Regions from separate parts of the Danio rerio genome. Here region 2 is linked to region 1. The links are chromatin contacts, called in public Hi-C maps. All regions are on one chromosome and are shown on one strand. The core of a region is the stretch at or near the end of the contact, and the rest is flanking DNA. Distances in the headings are between cores, read along the strand shown.

Evidence for each region. A called contact is a pair of places that touch in the nucleus more often than the background predicts.
Region 2: a contact with region 1 is called in a Hi-C map of hematopoietic stem cells, with 2.4 times the contacts expected there. The contact joins the promoter of sf3b6 here to the promoter of fam49a in region 1. A contact is called at or near these places in 2 of 18 Hi-C or Micro-C datasets (hematopoietic stem cells and an unstated tissue) and 1 of 4 datasets of contacts at active chromatin or transcription factors (embryo).

Annotation. Positions count from the first base shown.
Region 1 is chr20:38,544,626-38,549,563 of GRCz12tu, forward strand. It overlaps fam49a (family with sequence similarity 49 member A), which reads left to right and starts at 2,919. Exons shown (of 12, transcript NM_200108.2): 1 at 2,919-3,110. It overlaps fbxo16 (F-box protein 16), which reads left to right. Exons shown (of 9, transcript NM_001017680.2): 7 at 724-802; 8 at 1,334-1,562; 9 at 1,679-2,151. The coding sequence ends at 1,707.
Region 2 is chr20:38,720,339-38,725,276 of GRCz12tu, forward strand. It overlaps sf3b6 (splicing factor 3b, subunit 6), which reads left to right and starts at 2,961. Exons shown (of 4, transcript NM_001002067.1): 1 at 2,961-3,137; 2 at 4,006-4,124. The coding sequence starts at 3,108. vsnl1a (visinin-like 1a) reads left to right here. Exons shown (of 4, transcript NM_001007366.2): 4 at 1-769.

The DNA of each region.
Region 1 (4,938 bases), core at 1,669-4,168:
ATAACAATAATAAATGTTTCTTAAGCATAAAACATTTTTGAAGCTATTTTAAACTATATTCCAATGTTTAAAATGTTATTTTGTGTGTTATTATCAACTCCATACTGTTAATTATACACATGATATGTACTTTTAGGGAAGAAGTAATAAAAAATAAAACCACAAAAACTATATGTGACTCATTTAACAGATTTGCTTCATTATTGTTGTGCATTTTATGATCTGTAAAGCTATTAAAAATTGTTAGCTTAACTGCCAACTAGGCATCGGCCGGTATAAGATACTGATGGTATGATAACCTTGGATAAAAATATCAAGGTATCACGGTATTGTGATTACTGCTCTAAAATATTTAGTTTTAAATGTCTGGGAAAACTTTTTTCCCTTTTAAACACAACATATCTTATTTTGAGAAACATTTAAATTATTTTGGAACATTAAACATGTCAAGCTTAATGAATAATTGACTTCTGCTGTCTTCATTTGTTTCAAAAACAGATTTTTTTTTACTATTTAAAACAGCATCTTTGGATATCTTTTCTGCTGTATGTACTTTTATCCTAAAAAAATGTAAATAAAAAATCTTACACATGCCTAGGAACGGTATAGCAGAAAATTTTGACGGTTTTAAAACCTTGACTTTTCTAAACCGCTGTATACTTGAAATCAGTTATCGTCCCATGCCTAATCCCAACAAAAAATAATTTGTCTTTATCTCTACAGGCTCTTAAAGACAAGGCAAGAAGATACTATTAAAGCACCATCTCACTCAACATACAAGCTGCGCAAGGCCAAATCATTGGTAAGCCAATACAACTGTTGTGTGACTGCACTGTTGATTCGCATAGAAATCACGCAGCAGCCACAGCAGAATGCAAATAATTCTCCAGAGACGACATAACCAAGAGGCATCACGCATACTGAACAGACTACATGTAGAATATCATGGAAATATGGTGCCTCAGAGAAAAAAAGAGAACACTGTGTTGCTGAGGGAAGAAAATTGACCTCATACTGCATATGTCGCTATGTAAAAATGTATACAAGCATGTGTAGATCTGTGTATATTCATTTCTGGACAGCACAGTCTAGTTTAGACATCACTATTTGGTGGAATAACAGTGATTTTCAATAATAAAACAATGACCAAAAAGTCAAATGCTCTAAATGACAAGATTTTTATTGGAAATTTGGAATAAATTTGATCCGATCTCAGGTAAATGTTAACATTTCACTCAATCACATACCTAATAAATGCAGACAAACAGAGAATTTTGTATCATTTTTCCCCATAGCTGTATATGGAAAACATTTGTATATATTTTTTCCACAGATGTTTTTATCCCTGGATCTCAGTACAGCGGGAAAGCCAAGCCATAACAGGCCGAAATGGGCAGCACGGAATTTGGAAGCACTTCCGGCTGACAAGGACTCCATAAAGAGAATTTCCCAGACGTCCCAGTGGAATGCAGGGATACGTCCTGGTCCTGTGAGGCCTCCAGTGCCTAGACTGAGTAAAGAGGGGTTCCGTGCATCACAGAGATCTCATAGAAGCACACCAAGTAAGCCTATGTGCACTCTCGTATAATTTATTGGGCTCGTATTTTTAATTTAACCAAGGATGAACTGAAAATTACACAACAAAATGACATTTTTATAATGAATTCTTTTGTTCCAGCTGTGACTCTTTTTGAAGGACAACCATGAAGGAGACAGACATGTGAAGAATCAAATGAAGAGTTGGGACATCTGCTGGATCATGTTGTGATTGCAACATGAATGATTGTTTAGTTTAGAGTTGAGTTATTATCATGTCTTAATGGTGAGACAGTGCAGGCATTTTTTCATACACCTTTTAGTTGTGAGATTTTGAATGTTTTTTTTTTTTTTACTCTTAAGGAAAAACATACAAACTACAGTTTTAAAGTATTTATCGATATTTATCAGTAGATTCAGTTCGTAATTTTTATTTACAGTATGTACTTTTTTATTTACACCGATTCATAAATCACCATTTCAGGAGCACTTCAGTTTACTTCAAATCTGTATACTGAAGATTATCACAGAGGGTTATGTTCATATGCAATATGCCTGATTATGTATAATATTTATTGTGCAAAAGACTTTTATTAAAAAGATTCTCAAAATCTACTCTTTAAAAACTTTTGTTTGTAAAAAATTAAACTGTTTTTATGTTCATGTCTTATGTACAGATTCAAATTATGCAAATTAGTTACTATTTAAAATAATAGCTAATATTAAAATATAATTTTAAAAACTTGTCATCCAAAAGTGTTTGCATTGTAATCACCTGCAGTCAATTGCCTGAATCATTATTGTCATCAATGTATGTTGACAGACAAACAAACTTGCTGTTGATTTTTACATGATTATTAATTTTGTATGCCTGCATTAATGTTATTGTCCACTAGATGCCTCTGTCTGCTTAGAACATCTGAAATCCCCACTGATAAAGTCAGCTAAATGATCGAATACCTTTTGTTCTGTTTATAATTTAAGTTTTTTTTCATTATTATGAATTTTAAAAATATATATTTACATTTTAGATGCCTCGCCAAAAGGGAAGCTTGTAAACAAAAATGGTTAAAATGCTAATGGTTAAATGGCACTGCGAAAAATATTGCGGTTTAATGTGTGTGGAAATATTGTCCTGATACAAAAATATCCCTGTAGTATCCCTAAAAGTCCCTAGTATAAATATATTTTACAACTAATGTAAGATTGTTTTCTTTGGATGAAATATTTAGAAGTTCAATCAAAGAAAGTAATATAATTGTGTTATTTGAGTTCTTTAGCATAAATCAGATAATATAAAATAAAATGCAGAAGACAAAACGTTCAAAAGGATGCACAAAAGAAAATAATAAATAAATAAACGCCTTTTAACTCGACTTTTATTATGAAAAGCTGACTCCTCGGGTGGCCATTTTGAATTGGGCGCCTGTCGCGGTGTTCACGCGGTTGTGTGTGTTTTCCAGTGCACTGAGTTGACTGCAACTAAACTAGTGAAGTAGAAGGTGGAGCTGTCCGAGTCGCTGGAGTTGACAGAAGAGAAATCTCTGTAAAAACGTTATTTGCGGAAATTATTGGTAAGTACAACAAGACTACTTGTACGTGTCTGCATCCTTAATGTTACGTTGAAGAATAAAACATGAATTGTTGCAAATTCCTCAGTTTATATTATTTGGAAGAGTGGCGCTCTCTTGTCAAACGCCTCAATATTCCCAGAGCCGCAGGAAGTGCGACTTCACTGCAACATCGATGTTTGAGTTTTTATTCTGCTGTTCTCATAAGGATCTTATTTGGTTATATGTTTTAGGTTTCACAGAGCAGGTATATTTTTTATTTAACCCTTAACGTTAGTCAGAACTAGGCTGTATCGAAGAGGAAGGCGCTAACGTTAGTAGAGTTCAGTGATTGATTTTTGTGGCTGTTAACTGCGACAGCGATTATCACGAGAATTTAAAGAACATTAAAGCTGTACAGATAATTTATGTTTATACACAAAATGTGTTTTGAATATGTTTGGGTTAAGAGCGTAACGTTACTGGTGTTTTAGTAAAGCCCACCCGCTGGCTGTTAAACGTAAATGAAGTTGTCATTTGGCAGTGAGTCTCGTGCCTGTAACGGTGTTTAACTGCCAACGGTTGATCTGCAGCACAAATACGTTTGTATCTGGTTTTAAATTGAAATGAGAAATTTGAATATCGTTTACGTTATATCTCTGCGTGATGACGACTTAATACATGTGGTATGTCAAGGATATACACTGCTGACATTGCTCGAAGGTTTAATCCTCGTAACGTTACACTTGACTCAAGAGTCAATATACCAGAAATATACCAGCTTTAAAATGAATAGTTCATCCCAAAATTACACAGGTGACATTTGTTTTCTTTAATTAAATTTAAAATATATTTATAGCTGAATCTGTGCTTTTTGGTGTATCAGAATGTGCTACTTTTATTGCCACTGAGTGAAAAAAAAACCATACAGGCAAAACAGAATTAATACCCATTGCTCCTAATGATACATTGAGGTCTCTTTAAGCGAAAAACTGAACATTATTTATAACAATATTACTATTAGGGCTTGGCAATGTATTGAAATACTGCATATATATTAGCTCACAGTGCTTTTGCGATAAGTTGGTGATTTAGCACACCCTCTGAAAGAGACCAAGCAGAGTTTTTACAGAAATCTGTAACATTTTAGCATGGATTCTGAAATATTGTATGACCAACAATCAAACCATGATAAGAAAGTCAGTAGATAACAATTAACAAAGAAGTAACTTGACTCTTTTTCAGGTGTTTTTGTTTATCTGATTGTTCTTGATGATTTCAGGTTGATATAACTACACTAGTGAATCGAAGTGGTGGTAATATTTACATTGTTAAAGTGTCTGTTTTGTTTTATTTAACAGTAAACCATGACTGTTCATTTTCAATATCAGTTGTGATGTTTTCTAATCTTTTCTAAAAATCTTTTCTCTAAAAATTTTTTTTTGTTTAGTTTTTTAAAATATTGTAGCTATTATCACGTTTTCTAATAATGTAAAATGGCAATTATCTTTAATGCCTCAGTAAGTGGTCTTTAGCATGCTCACGATAGTCTGCAGTGCAAGCTTCCTGTCACATGATGCAGACAGATGCAAACTTGCTCATGAACTGATGCTTCTTGTTTACACTGCTGAGGGATGAAGTGTGTGTTCAGTAGGCATGGGCCGGTATAAAATTCTGACAGTATGATAACCTTAGATAAAAAAATCAAGGTTTTATGGTTTCACAGTATTGTGATTACTGCTCTAAAATACGTTCTTTTAAAATGTATGGTTATAAAAACAACTTTTTCCCCATTGAGCACAATATGTTTTATTTTAAGATTATTTTGCATAGCTTTTTTTTTTTTTGTATA
Region 2 (4,938 bases), core at 1,711-4,210, 180 kb after region 1:
CCTACATTTTGGATGGACTGAGATCATTTGTGTAATTTAACAGTATATTACAATTTTTCAGTGAACTATCCCTTTAAATGTGTGCGATGCATTGATGGGAAACGCTAGAATACTACACCTTCTATAGCATGTACATCACATGAGGGAGGCTGAATGTAATTTGTGAGAACAATTACACAACTGAAACCATACTTTTTATTATCATTGTTGAAATATTACAATATTCCCAGATTAAACCTACAAGCTGTGCAGTTTCAGAATGTCATCAATTGAAATGATTTGCATATCAGTGTGCAGATTCATGTGGGGGCCGAGGGTGAAATGAATTTAAGACCATTTTGAGATGTATTCTTGCCTCAAAGTTGTATCTGTTTTAACTCCCACCTTAAAACCTCCAAGACTGTATTTAATCATACATTTTACATGCTACTCTTAAAGAAGAATTGTTTTAAAGGCTAATCCTGAGGTTAGTAGTTTTTAAGTCCAGGCATTTGCACCAACTGCGCATTTTGAGCACTGACCCGATTTCTAAATATGCACATTTCTGTGCTCCATTTAAAAGTACGTTCTGCCAGTGTCAAGAGCTTTACACAATCATAACCTTTGTCATTGTAATGTTTACCTATTTAGGCACCGCACCAAATTCATGCAATGGCAAACTTTTCCAATTTCCAAGTTATTTTGTACATGTAGCATGTATTGTGCCCCTGATGCCATGGCTGCACTACTCCTTGTGTTGTGGTTTAAACTAATAAAAGAGTATAAGGGATGTTTTCTCAATGTCAGAGTATGATTTCAAAGGTGTGTGGTTGTCAGTATAGTTGATATTGAAACATATTACCTGCACTTCTAGTGTTGTTTTTAAATTAGCACAGATATAAGTCAGGTCTGATGTGAGTATGCATTACCTTACAAGAGAATATATTTGTTCTATCATCATTTAAAGGCTTAACTAGATTAATTAGGTTAACTAGGCAGGTTAAGGTAATTAGGCAAGTTATTGTGTAATGATGGTTTATTCTGTAGACTATCTAAAAAAAATAACTAAAAAGGGGCTAAAATTTTTTACCTTAAAATGTTTTTTAAAAAATTAAAAACTGCTTTTATTCTAGCCAAAATAAAACAAATAAGACTTACTCCAGAGGAAAAAATATCAGACATACTGTGAAAATTTCCTTGCTCTGGTAAACATCATTTGGAAAATATCTAAAAAAAATAAATAATAATAATAATAAAAATGAAAGGGGGGCTAATAATTCTGACTTTAACTGTATATCCTCATTTCCTTTCTACAACTATTGTCTGGAAGAAATCCTCTTCTTTCACCTTGATCCAGAATTTCTCTCCCAAATATGCTCTATAATATAGACAAAATAAGCCTAAATCTTTTTTTTTTTTAATGTCTTACTCTCAGGAAGTTCACTTTAGCCTCAGCAGCGGGGGAGTTTTGAGATCGACTTGAGCTCAATCTCGCCTTGCCCTGCGAAAGGGAGGTAGCCCTGGGCCCAAGGATCCCTTGAGTTCAGGGCTCTCTCCCGGAACAGCATGCCGATCAGGCTATTTATAAATCATGAGCTAAGTGTGAATTCTTGAAACTACAAAATGTATCAAAATAAAGAACAGTAGCATTTTGAAAATACTTTTACAAAGGAGCATAACATTTCTTAGCTAACTTTCCAGGCCTATTCGGTCAATCCTTTCTCTGCACCTCATTCACCTCTTGAGGAGGTATTCATAAAAATATAACTTGTGTTAATTTTATCATTATTATTATTTTGCAACTGAAATCTGTAAAACTGTAAAAATCGTGATCTCTGTAATCTACTAAAATCTCCAGTTTTCGTCATTCTCATAAATCATGTTGTTTTTGCTGCCATAAATCCTGAGTTGTAAGTTTTTGACCAGTCTGTAGACTGGAGTATTGTTAAATATTTTGTCTCATACTGGATAACTATGCTCCTGAATCTACCTCTGCTGTTTAACTGTAATTTTCTTTATATGTGTTGAATATTTCTATCCATACTCCAAGCATTAATCAACTTTTTAATTAATCAACACTTCAAGCATTTAATCAACTTTTTAATTAATATTTATCAATTTTCTAGTCTAGCCCTAGAAAATAACTGGCAAAAAACGCCAATGAACTGCACAACTGGAATGCCCTATATCATTCATAACAAAAGTCTTCAGTTAGATGGCAGCAGAGAGCTGAACTCGTAAAGTTTTAATGTCCAATCATTGATCGCCACCTGGTGGCTCACTTCAGTATATGTCAAAAACCCACCCTCTAAATGTGACAAAGATAAATTATTAAATAATAAAAACAAACAAACACACAAATTACAGTTCAACTAAATATTTCCCAAAAATGGTTCCTATAATGTAACGTAGTTCTTATTACACCAAAGTGTTTAATGGATTTTTTTCCTGATAAGTTTTTTTACTTATTGTAAGGTAAACAAGGTAAGCATTGGTAAGTATAATATAAAAGTATAATAATTAAAGTATTATTAAGTATAATAATTAAAACATATATTAACCTTCATTACAGGTTTTAATGAATTTTTGCTGTACGTTGAATATGAATATATGGAATTTAAAAACTAAACTGTTAATAATTGAATTTATAGGGTTTAATGTGAAATTTGGCCAAAGAATAATTAGAAATCGTTACATAAATCATGAAAATCATTTAATAAATGGCCAATCATGGGAACAAATCCACCATCATAAATGATTTTTAAATCATTAATGGTTTTTATTTCTTATTTATTTTTTTTTTCATATGAACAATCCATATAATTACAAGAAGAGAATAGATAAATAAAGAACAGCCAGTAGAATACAATTCAATCAAAATTAAGGCAAAAAACATCAAGATGGTACAGTTTACTTGTCAATTTTGAATTTTATTAAGCATAGAATAAAAAAATATGAGCTTGACGTCATCTCAAAGGAACATGGCCATTGGATTTCCCGGAAAGACGTCATCACACTGCGCCGTCAAACGATCCAAAGTGCGTAGATTTTGAGCTTGTGCTAGCTTGCTTTTTATTTCCACAGTAAGAGAGTTTTTCTCGAAAAGTTTCCTTTAAATAAATCCAGCCATGGCGATGCAAGCGGCTAAACGAGCGAATGTAAGTTCAATTTTGTTTTAATCGTTCAAATGTTCGTATTGTTGACAGTGTTAAGTTAGCCCTTCGACGGCTAATCCCGACATACAAGATCGCTGTTTGTTGTTTTTCTATTATAAATGTGAATAGCTAAGATAAGTTGTTAATGTAATATTAAATGTTAATGTTATAATATATGGTAAAATGTATTCCCCGATATGTAATATATCGTGTAATACGTTCGCTGGGTGTACAAACGTGATCAAAACGTACCCAATTGTGTACATATATTCATTCACGAAATCTCTTTCATTCTTAAATGTTTTTTTAAAGCCACGAGGGTGTTCAAAATCTTAAATCTTTGTGAATTAACAATAAGAAAACGTGTATTTACGTTTGTCTGCAGGGTATCCGCAGGGTCTTTAAATGTCGTAAATTTCAAAAGTAAAAATTTTACGTTTTGCGTTAAAAAGTCATAAATTCACTGAAATATTTTGTTGTAGGTCTTAAATAATAAAAAGATCTACCCAATTAATTCAACACCAAATTACCATGTCAACTTTTGGTTTTATATTTTTATTTTTTTATTATTTTTTTACTGCAAAGAGGTGCAATTCACAACAGCAGACATTTTACAGCAAATTCTCTAAATTAAATTCCCTAATCTGGGAAAGAGAACTGAAGCAAAACATTCTTTTACATGATCTTTAATTATTAACAGATAAACTATTTACAGAAGTATCTGGGTCATTAGAAAATAATTCTTAGTGTTTAACCCTGTAAAAGTAAAAAAAAATCAATCTTAAAGGTCTTAAAGTTTTAAATTACACTTGAAGAAACCTACAGAAATCCTGGTCTGTCTCAACACTGTTCTTTGTTGGCATCTTTTCAGATTCGTTTACCTCCTGAGGTGAACCGGATATTATATATCCGTAACCTTCCTTACAAGATCACTGCAGAGGAGATGTATGACATTTTTGGAAAGTATGGGCCTATTCGTCAAATCAGAGTGTGAGTATCAGTCTGTTTCTTGCATTAACATACTTTCACACAAAGGGTTTATGCCATGGTTTCCGCTACATTCATTCTTCCATGGCGGGGCGTCATGCCAAAATTCATCCTGCCAAGGCTACATTACCGCTTCTCATTCAAAACATTTTATTTTTTTAATAGCGGGTGATAATCACACCAAAACTTATTAAAGGGTAAGTTAATTATAACAGCGTGAACATTTCTGTAACCGTAGTAGTGATGTGCGTCATTTGTTTAACCCTTCAAGGTTACAGGCTGACTGACTGACAGGTGCGTGAGGCCAGCAAACACGACGTATAGCTGTTTCACTTTACTTCAGGACGCATTAATACGGCTCTGTAGGTCTATTGGACACATTCATAAATATTCCTAGCAAGTCTAATAAATGCTGGAGATATACTCGTTACATAAACTCAATAAATCGCTCTTCAGCAGCATTTATTTGAAAGTGCACAAGAAGATCTGCAAGCTCTTGATGCGGCTTATATTTGAAGGGCGTTTAAGAAGTTTTGTGCACGAGCAGAGGAAATCAGTGCACAAGCAATGAGATTCGTATGCTGTAGGCTATCACATAAATGCAATCTCGACTTCTAATACTGCACTCACGACGTTTGTCATTGAAATAATGCCACAGGTTATCTGTGTAAAAAAAAGGCATGCTGCCACAGGTGGAAAAAACCTAGAGGAAACACTGTATACGTTTTATCATTGTGGTAAAGTTTTATATTTGCACTTTCTGACTTTCTCCTCTTTCTGAATATAAGTACAGAAAACTACTCTGCAAATTGTTAAT